Linked DNA regions of Mus musculus: regions 2 and 3 are each linked to region 1. A link is a contact called in public HiChIP or PLAC-seq and promoter capture Hi-C data. All regions are on one chromosome and are shown on one strand. Each heading gives the region's core, a stretch centred on a gene start, on an enhancer-like site or on the middle of the called end of the contact. The rest is flanking DNA. Distances are from core to core; before and after follow the strand shown. Region 1 holds the start of Nkain2 (Na+/K+ transporting ATPase interacting 2). Region 2 overlaps Nkain2 (Na+/K+ transporting ATPase interacting 2). Region 3 overlaps Nkain2 (Na+/K+ transporting ATPase interacting 2).

What was found. Promoter capture Hi-C pulls out the DNA fragments that hold promoters and counts their contacts. HiChIP or PLAC-seq counts read pairs in DNA pulled down with a chosen protein or histone mark.
Region 2: an H3K4me3 HiChIP or PLAC-seq map of neural tube shows a contact between it and region 1, with 4 times the contacts expected there. The contact joins the enhancer-like site here to the promoter of Nkain2 in region 1. A contact is called at or near these places in 1 of 39 promoter capture datasets (hippocampal neurons) and 5 of 115 datasets of contacts at active chromatin or transcription factors (astrocytes, embryonic limb bud, forebrain and 2 more).
Region 3: a promoter capture Hi-C map of hippocampal neurons shows a contact between it and region 1, with 9 times the contacts expected there. The contact joins the enhancer-like site here to the promoter of Nkain2 in region 1. A contact is called at or near these places in 4 of 39 promoter capture datasets (the 3T3-L1 cell line, cranial neural crest, hippocampal neurons and 1 more), 3 of 484 Hi-C or Micro-C datasets (cerebral cortex and cortical neurons) and 1 of 115 datasets of contacts at active chromatin or transcription factors (embryonic forebrain).

The regions. Positions count from the first base shown.
Region 1 is chr10:32,888,377-32,891,497 of GRCm38.p6, forward strand. It overlaps Nkain2 (Na+/K+ transporting ATPase interacting 2), which reads right to left and starts at 1,539. Exons shown (of 7, transcript NM_001013411.2): 1 at 1,267-1,539. The coding sequence starts at 1,320.
Region 2 is chr10:31,906,280-31,909,400 of GRCm38.p6, forward strand. The region is part of intron 4 of Nkain2 (Na+/K+ transporting ATPase interacting 2); the gene reads right to left. Among named protein-coding and RNA genes, the nearest start is that of Rnf217, 300 kb to the left of the region's middle. Within about 2 kb of position 1,447, at least 2 of the 459 cell types and tissues checked have an H3K27ac peak or open chromatin away from gene starts, as enhancers often do. A contact at or near this core is called in neural tube, where this site is marked.
Region 3 is chr10:32,058,899-32,062,019 of GRCm38.p6, forward strand. The region is part of intron 3 of Nkain2 (Na+/K+ transporting ATPase interacting 2); the gene reads right to left. Among named protein-coding and RNA genes, the nearest start is that of Rnf217, 450 kb to the left of the region's middle. Within about 2 kb of position 1,698, at least 5 of the 459 cell types and tissues checked have an H3K27ac peak or open chromatin away from gene starts, as enhancers often do. A contact at or near this core is called in hippocampal neurons, where this site is marked.

The sequences.
Region 1 (3,121 bases), core at 289-2,788:
GAGAATACATAAAGCTCCTAAAATTAGATCTCTTCTTTTCCCTTACAACCAAGTCCATAATACACAATTCACAGATTAAGGAATACACCATCCAGGACTTTCCTGGGTGGCGGTGGGATACCAGAGCTGAGATGCCTCAAACACTTTAAGTAAGTTTTTTTAAAGGAAAAAAGAAAGAGAAAAGAAAGAAATAAAAGAAGAACCCTCTGCAGGTCTTTGCAAGTGATAAACAGTGAAGAAAACTTAAGAAATTCTTTTGTCAGTTTTAATAGCAAATTCTTGTTCATTTAAACACCCTGCGATGACTGGATTTTCAATAATTGTCTTCCATTCTACAGCCCCCAACCCTTTATAAAACAAATAAGGGGAACTGTTTAGACTAATTTATACTTTCTATGGAAAGCTACTTGGTGTTGCAGAAGTGCCCCCTATTTCAAATTAACCATTTGCCACTGACATAAATTTTCACCCTATCTTCCCCTAAGCCCCTCCTCCTATTGCCTTTAGGAATTGAAATCGAGACATTATTTGCATTCTTGGCTTTTTAAAAGCAGCAATAGGATATTCTTCCAAACTTACATACAATCCCCCATCCTGTGAGATCAAACAATAGCATCAATTTCAGTGGCAATATTGTACATTATGGAAGACAAGATATTATTTCTTCTTGGAATTTTTGTAGCTCTTATGTTTTAAAGGTCCACTCTGGGGCAATGGTGTTGCAGAGTTTAAGTATCTCTCTCTGATCTACATACTTTTAGAACTCACTGTGGCTTTTTAGTTCAGAATGCTGCTAGAACACATCTGACCTAAACAAGGAGTTTTTAAGAAAATTATAAGACAATATATTCTAAGAAAATATCAAGCGACGATAAATAAATACTTCAAAACAAGTATATAAAAGCCTGAAAATCTGCTTTTCAACTTACACGCATATATAGTAAAATATATATGACAACCATCCTGTTCACATTAGCAAGAATGCCAAGCATAAAAGGAGAGCAACATCTCCACTCCCTTAAAGAAATTAAAGATAACAAGTTTAACCTGCACCTGCAAAACTGTCCTTAGAGGGACAGAAACGGGGAAAGGCAGAAAGGCTCACTTCTGCTGCACCCCTAAAATCATTTTAAATACAGGTAATATGTGGCATCTTTTATCTCTTCTTTTCCCTTCCGTCCTGCTCAATGGCAGATCTCTTACTACACTCCCTGCCCACTCTCTCAATGGTACATAAGAGAATAAGAGAACCCAAGCGTCACTTACCAGTTGCATGCCACAGATAAAGATAAGCGTGCACCTGCCACTGCAATAACCCATGGTTTCCGAGACCCCTGCCACAGCCAGGCTGTCCCACGTCGGCCACCGTCGAGGCCCCAGTTTATCCAATCAGATCGTGGGGAAGGACAGGAGAACCTGCCCAGGGCTCTAGGGCTCCCAGATGCCGCTGCCAATGTCCAGGGAAGTGACAGTGTCCTGCGCGGCGGCGGCTGCCCCAGCCGCGCCCGCCACACATACCTTTACTCGTTCACTGCACTCCCAGCGCCGCGGGCAGCGCCGCCCAAGGAGACGCGCCCGGGCCCCGCAGGGGCAGCAGCGGCAGGCAGACAGCGCCGCCGAGCCCTGGGGCATCTGGCCCGCCAAGTTGCGGCCCACGCCCGACGAGCGCTCGCCCGCCCCGCACTCCCTCCCCACGCACGGGTGCGCGGGCTCCCGGGGCGGCTGAGATGCGCGCCGGGCGCCTCTGTTCTGCGCTCCGCGTGCGGGGCCCAGGGGCGGGGCGGCTGCGGGGGCCGCGCGGACGCCCTGCGGCGCCCTTCCCCTTGCCTAGATGAGCGGATCCCCTCCCAATCAACAACTTCTCAGAGGTCGTGGCGGGCAGCAGCCCTGGCCGTTGCGGGCGTGGTGTCGCGGTGCCTGGGAGCTGCGGGGGCGTTGACTGCGGGAACAACGCGAGGGATCGGGTCGGAGGAGTCCCGGTGGCATGGCTGGCTGGCTTGCTTGCTTGCTTGCGTGCTTGCTTGCTTGCTTGCTTGGCGATGCCTTGCTTTGTTGGTATCGGTCTTGCTGAGGCAACCCTGCCAGAAGCATTACACGTGCAAGCTGTGGTGTGTGTGTGTGTGTGTGTGTGTGTGTGTGTGTGTGTGTGTGTGTGTGTGTGTGAAAGTACGGTTATGAAAAGGGATGGTGAGATATCAACTGGGGTGCCGCTAAGGCATTCTTCCCCACTGGAAAACCTGCATGCACTTACAGCAAAGAGCGGAGGGAGAGAAGTGGACACGGTGGCGGCCAACCAACAGTCCTGTGCTTGGCACGAGGCAAGGACAGCAAGGGACAGAGATTCCAGAGTTTCAAAGATTAGCCTGCTACAAGGACCGAACGGAATTGCCTCTTGAAGTTGCAAAATGTAGGGAGCCAGAGGAAATGTAGGAGTTTGGTTTTGGTGCTTCAGACTGCTTTCTTAACAATGGAAGGAGCCGATGAAATTTGAGCACTTATCTACCAGACCTCATGCACCATCCGGTTGGTTATGTGTCCTTGCTTGGTCATACTCCAGGTTTGACAGCAGCAGTTACCTGCGGACACGCACTCTGGAGCCTGTTGCTGCCACCTACGGGTAAAAAGCTGAAGGGAAAAACATGCTGGAGCAAGTGATGGTCATTTAGACCTTGGTGTTCAGAAGAGGGCATTTCATTTACAGTCCCAACAGCTACTGAAAGCATTCCTAATCTGGCTACAGAGAGAGGGTGTACTGTTGAGATCCACTGGATAGTAAAGCCATTGGAATAAAGTGCTGTGAGTGAAAAGAACTGTTCATGGAGCTAAAAAATACCATCGTTAGAGATGTAAAACCGGAAAAAAAGAAAAAAAGCTAACCAACAAGGTTCGTGAGACAAGTAGGACTTAAGCCTCCTTGAAAAACGACATTTGTGTATGGTAACTTTACCCACACTGAGGACCTAGTCTCCCTTCCATCAGCATCAGCTTGAGAATCATTTAGACTGTACCGTAAAACGTAATTCTATCTGTAGTCACTATTTCTTCCTCATTCTTAATCACTGAACTATGACCTTTCAACACATGGCATTCCTCTCTTTTTGTGGGCACACTGAATTGTTTC
Region 2 (3,121 bases), core at 197-2,696, 980 kb before region 1:
TGAAGCATATCTAGAACGCCAGAGTCTCAAGGTTCTGGGGGGGGGGGGAGGTGGGAGAGAGAAAACTCACATTTACACATTTATACGACTCACTCTTTCTACTTGATCCTCTGTTTATTGGCTCCTCCCATTTTAGAGTTTGCCTTCCATTACTTTTTCTTACAGGTCATTCTTAAATAAAGGGGTTTTTATTGTTTCTTGTTTTTTGTTTTTCTAATGGAATTAAATGTTCTGTCTTGTCAACAGGTTTCCCAGAATCCTCCTGTGTTTGTGCATTAAGTCAGACACAGGTTTGGTTATTTATTCTCCTGTTTTGGGATAGGACCACCCCATTCTGTGATTACACAGGGCTATATTTCATCCTTAAGTGTTCTCAGAAGTCAAACCTGTACATGAGCTTCATGGAAAATACTTTCAAAGTAGTGGGGGATGTGTAACATTATTCTGAAGCGTGTTACATTGTCATAGTAGAGTCGATTTGCAACAAAGAAAATCCTTGGTATGTTTAAAAAGCTGTGATTCCAGGCTTATCTATCTCTCTGACATGCATGCTTTTCCTAAATTTTCTACATCTAAATTGTTTTGTGACACAAAGGTAGAGAATCAGTTTTTAATCCTAAGCGAAGCACAGTATTATTCACACTGAAAATCAATTTTTCCCCTCTTTTCCCACTAAAAGACACTCCTGGGGATCCATTTTGCCATTGTAGTCTAAATCAAATAGAGGAATTAAAAGAAACATCAAACAGTATTTCTACATACCATTAAAATGTTGTAGTTCAACAAAGAAGGGGATGAGCTTGAAACATATATAAAATTACATGTATCATGTTGCATTATACTATATATTACCAATTATGAAAATTCTACTGGAGTGTAAAGAACAACAAAATAACTTTAATGACTATACAACAAAAGCCAAAAAACTTCTATTTGCCTATGCATTTATGTATGTTTGGCCAAAATAAAATACAAAAATATAGATGTATTTATATTTTAAATATTCTGGCATACTTGGCTAGCTGTACAAATATAGCTTTTTCTCAGTCAATAAATATTCATGCTAATTTTCTGGATAAAAGATCAATTTCATGCTATCAGAAATACAGCAGAAAGTGGCAAGATTAAAGTATGGCTCCTTGCTACACATTTCTGGTACTGAAAATAGCCATATGGCATGAGAATGTGGACAGGTCACTTCGGGGATTCTTACTGTAATTATGTTAGGATGTGCTTATTGTTATGGATCCAGCAGCCTTTCTTGCCCCTTTACCTGTTTTGTTTGGGAGCAGCTGCTGGGTTCAATCTGTTGTCTGTTTCCAACAGAGGGATTAAAGGGAGGAGTGCTTTCTAGGGAAGTCATGTTGCAAAGCAGGAACAGCAATAATAAGTGGATTCAATGAGGGGACATAAAGTGCATTGGGTGTGCGTCTCCTCATCAGCTGGTGCTAATTTAATGCTGTTAGTTCCAGTCGGTAAATAACACTGCCTGTGTCACTGACATGGAGTTGAAAGGGATGGGGCACATAGTTAATGATGGAAGAACATAATATTGTTTTGTAGAGTGCTTGATTGCGATGGCTTTATTTCAGTGGCTGCATGAGTGACTGCATGTGCAAGGACAGTATTTTGTGGGTCATTATATATTACCAAAGAAAACGCTCAGTAAAGAGTTATAGACATACATATCTAGTGGTTTAATTAAATGCCATATATTAAGTATAAGATAACCCATATAAGGCAGACACATACTTTTAAACAAATGCCTAAAATACTTGGAGGCATGGCATCAAATAGTAGGATAGGGTACATGAGAAACAGATTTAATGAAATTGCTTTAAGGCACTGACATTTATGACAATATTAATTCTATAAATACTTTAAATTAGACATTTAAAAATAAAAGTTTGAAAAGAAGTAGGACTGACATGGATGTAATATTTATTTCTATCAGCAGTTTCCTTTGGAACATCCTGTATGCTTTCCCTTAGTCTTTAGAATGAGATGCATAATTAATGAAGATTAAGGGATAGGGTAAAATATGTTTATGCCAGCATTCTGGATGGCAATAGTCTCCATATGTCCTCACCCCAATTGCTAGACAATTGTTGACATTCTTTTTCTCCCTCTCACTTATTATCACAGATATATCCTTCAGTTCTACCTGGGACTACCTCTGCCTCCTCCTGGAACCTCTGCCTTCTTTCTTCCCCAGTTGCTTACTCTCCACAGTGAGAGTTAAGTGTTGAGAGGTTGGGCTTTATTTCTGCAACATGGTTTCCTTCACTATCTGAGATACTTGGTTAACTTGTCTCTTATATTCTGGAAGGCAGAGCATAAGTTGTGAATGTAAAAAAAAAAACTATTACTCACCCTTCCAAATGGATAATTTTGATTTGTGTAGCCCGGAGTTTTGAGCTAGAAGCTCAGTGCAAAGTGTAAGACTAGATCAATATTTACATTTTAAAAAGATTTTTATCCTTATTTCATGTGTATAAATGTTGGCTACAGGTATGTATGAGCAGCTTGTTTGTGTATCCATAGTGTTCACAGACAGCAGAAGAGGGTGTTGGGACCCCTCTGCTAGATTTACTGATTAGGAATTGATACGTAGGTGCTGAGAACCTAACCCAGGTCCTCTGCAAGAGCAGATGCTTTTAACTGATGAGCTATTTCTCAACCCCAGCAGACAAACTTTTTTTTTTTTCAACACCTGCATTATGATGTGGAGAACTGTGATGAGCTCAAATTATACTCAGTGTTCCAAATTATAGGTTTGGTGTTTAATGCCATAATACCGTCAAATATATAGAATTATTGCTGTTAATAATATTAATATTATTAATAATATTCTTGCTGTTAATTATTGTCAGTTATATAATATAGGTTCCTATATTATATAACTGACATCTTCATATAAAATGATTAATATATGGTTCATCACCATAGTCAATATCACATTCAACTTCTTAGTTTCTAGAAGTCAAAGGCTATTAAATGTTTCATTTCTTGTCTACTTCACTTGGATTCATATTTATTTTTGGATTAATGTATGGAGAAAAGATACAGATAGTCCTTCCCTGAGAAATATTTTGCAAAGACTACTTTGTTATCTATAAAC
Region 3 (3,121 bases), core at 448-2,947, 830 kb before region 1:
AAATACCATAGGTCATGAGTGCTTGATACCCTCAATGGAATGCTAAATGGAAGGGGATTTTGTCCACTTTCTCTGTTTGGCATCTAGAAACATATGTGCCCTTCCATATGTAGAAATTTTGTATCAATTAACTGTGCATGCATATCATTATTGTTGTCCTGTGGTTGCAGTATTGGTGAACCCTGTCCTAGGAAAAATAAAAACCTAAGGTTGTAGTTAGGAAATATGATTCACTGCCAGATAGCTAAGGGGTCTTAAGTGAGTCAGGTCTAGGCTGATTTGGTGTGGAACAGCAGGGAGTGATGGCCAGTATTCCTGAAGGAAATGGACAGTTTTAGAACAACTGTACAAAGCACTTGCTAACAGTAGGATGATTAGAAAAATCACATCCTGTTCTTGAAGTCTGAGACCGTTGCATGGAGTAGTATAAAATCACATGTTCATCTGCCAGCCAGCATGCCTCAGGAAGTCACCCTTTGCCTTCCTAATGTTTAGAAATCATTTTGGAAAAAGGAAAAGAAGGAGGAAGAAGAACAGGAGGAGGAAGAGGAAGAAAAGGAAGAGAAAGAGGAGGAGGAGGAGGAGGAAGAAGAAGAAGAGGAGGAGGAGGAGGAAGAGGAAGAAGAAAAAATAAGATGGAGGAAGAAAAGTAGGAGTAGGTGGAAGAAAAAAGGGACAAGGAGAAAGAGGAGGAGGAAGAGGAAGAAGAGGAAAAGGATGAGGAGGAAGAAGAAAATAGGAGGAGATAGAAGAGGAGGAGGAAGAGGTGGAGGAAGAGAAAGTAAGATAAGGAAGAGGAAAAGGAGGAGGAGGAAGAAGAGGAAAAGGAAGAGGAGGAAAAGGAAAAGAAGGAGGGGAAGAGGAGGAGAGGAAAAAGTAAAACTGAATTTTAAAAAGTGACAGCAAATGTGAAAAGTGACAGCAAAAATGTTGTTCACAGGTAGTTTTAAATTATTGCCTTCCTGTTGAAGTAGAATGGGCTTATGGGGAAATGTAGCATCAGTTACAGAGAATAATGCATTTACCATGACTGTTGCCAATTTGACTTACAATCCCTGCAGATTGGTTGGATGCAGTCTCTGTGTGGCTGTGAGGGTGTTTTCACAGAGGATTAGCAGAAACGTGGTGTTCAGAAACACCATCTCATTAGCTAGGGAACAATAGAGAATAAAAAGCAGAAACAGGAGAAATCTGGAAGAGCTGCAAAATTCCCTTTGACCATGCCATGAGCTGCTCTTCTCTGACATGTCTTCTCAACAAGATGTCCTGGAATCTCTGAAAACTTGAGCCAATGAAGTACATCATCCTTAAACTGTTCTTGTTGGATGTTTGGCCACAGGGGTAGCAACAGTAACACACTTGCATTTTCTTATAACATCCAGACTGTGTGGATTTACCTCTGCTTCAAAACACCCAGGAACCATTTACTTGGGATTTTAGAGATGGGGAGAAGCAAGTCTCTGCATCCCTTTTTGCAGAAGAGTGTAGCCAGGTGACTAAGGAGCATCCTTGGGTCCTACCCAGAAAGACGTTCAGCTCACTTTTTGATCTCAGACAAACATTTGATTGAAATTCCACATCCATCCCCCGGAGACTGCAGAAGAAATGTTTCTGGCTTATTTTGCTTCTTCCTGGGAGAACTCCCCTCTACACTATCAGTAGAAGTGCTTCAGCACATCTACAAACCTCTCATTTAGAGAATCACAGATTCTCCATATGCTTGCCAGAAATCAGAAGTGTGAAATGTATCCTCAGGAAGGAGAACGTGTCTACACGCTGGCAAGAATTATTTGGAACTGACTTACAAGTGGTTTTCTTCTTGAAGATTTTATTTTCCTTTTTATCTGTGTTTGCATGCACGTACCTGTGTGTATCACATGTGTGCTGTGGAGGGCCGATGGTGTTGGATCCCATGAAGTTTGAGTAACATGTATTTATGAGTCACTCAGCATGGGTGCTGAGAACTGAACTCTGGGACTGTGAGCAAGCAGCAAACACTCTTACCCCTGAGCCATCTCTCTATCTTCTTATGTCTTAAAGAACATTTTGGAAAGATAATAATCTTAGTCTTTAATTTAAGTTGAACTATGACTTGGGTCTCTATCTATACACTAAGAGTGAACACTCCTGAATAATGCTAGTAAAATTTGTTATTGGCTGGAAGGGGACTGCTTTACTCTTGCTTTCCTGTTGTATGAGGGTTAATGTCAGGCTTATATGTCATCATCTATGTAATAAAAGTATGACAAAGAAAGGATCAGCTTTGCTATAGGGGAGTAATTATTCATGAGAGTACCTGTCAACATATGCTCCACTCCCTAAACCTGTACCAGATAAAACAATGTCTATTCAGTTTTGTGTATGTGCACATGCAGAGATTTATGGTGTCCAGAAGTGCACATTAGGCATCTTTATCAATCACCCTCCAGGTTATTCTTTGAGAAACTGTTTATTTCTAACCCTGGAGGTTGACAGGCAGTACTAGCCGGCTAGGGAGTCAGCCTCCTCTTGCTGGGTTACAGGGTTGCTGCCACACCCAGCTTTCCATGTGTGCTGACATTCTGATCTCATATTCTTTTTGCTTGTGACAAATGCTTTACTACCTGAGTTATTACCTCGGTCTTTTCTTTACTTTAGTCTTTAATGGTTCTGCTTATAAAGGTCAAGTTTCTTAGCTGAACTGACTAAGAATTGATTTAAATTCTGAGTACAACATTGCCAGGTTGATCCTCAAAGGTAAATGCTGCCAAAAAACAAATAGTGTTAATGGTCCAATGATATACCTCTCTGGGGTTCCATAAAGATCAATTGAAAAATGTTTATAAAATCCTCATGTGTTTGGGACATAGATGATCAATACATGCTAGCTCTGCCTTTATTTATCATAACACTGGCCAAAATTCTAATAACAAATGTAAAAAATCTCTGATCTTCTGCCCACTAAGGATTCATTAATGCAGAGAAAAATATTTGTCCAAATGATCTTAGATTTTAAAATTTCCCCTACACTTGCCATTAAAGTTTTTTTTTTATTTCAACAAAGCAAAAATTTCAGTTTCAAATTTAGAAATAATGCCAGAGGCATGTTTTTGTTTGTGTCTTTCAGCCAAATCTATTGGAG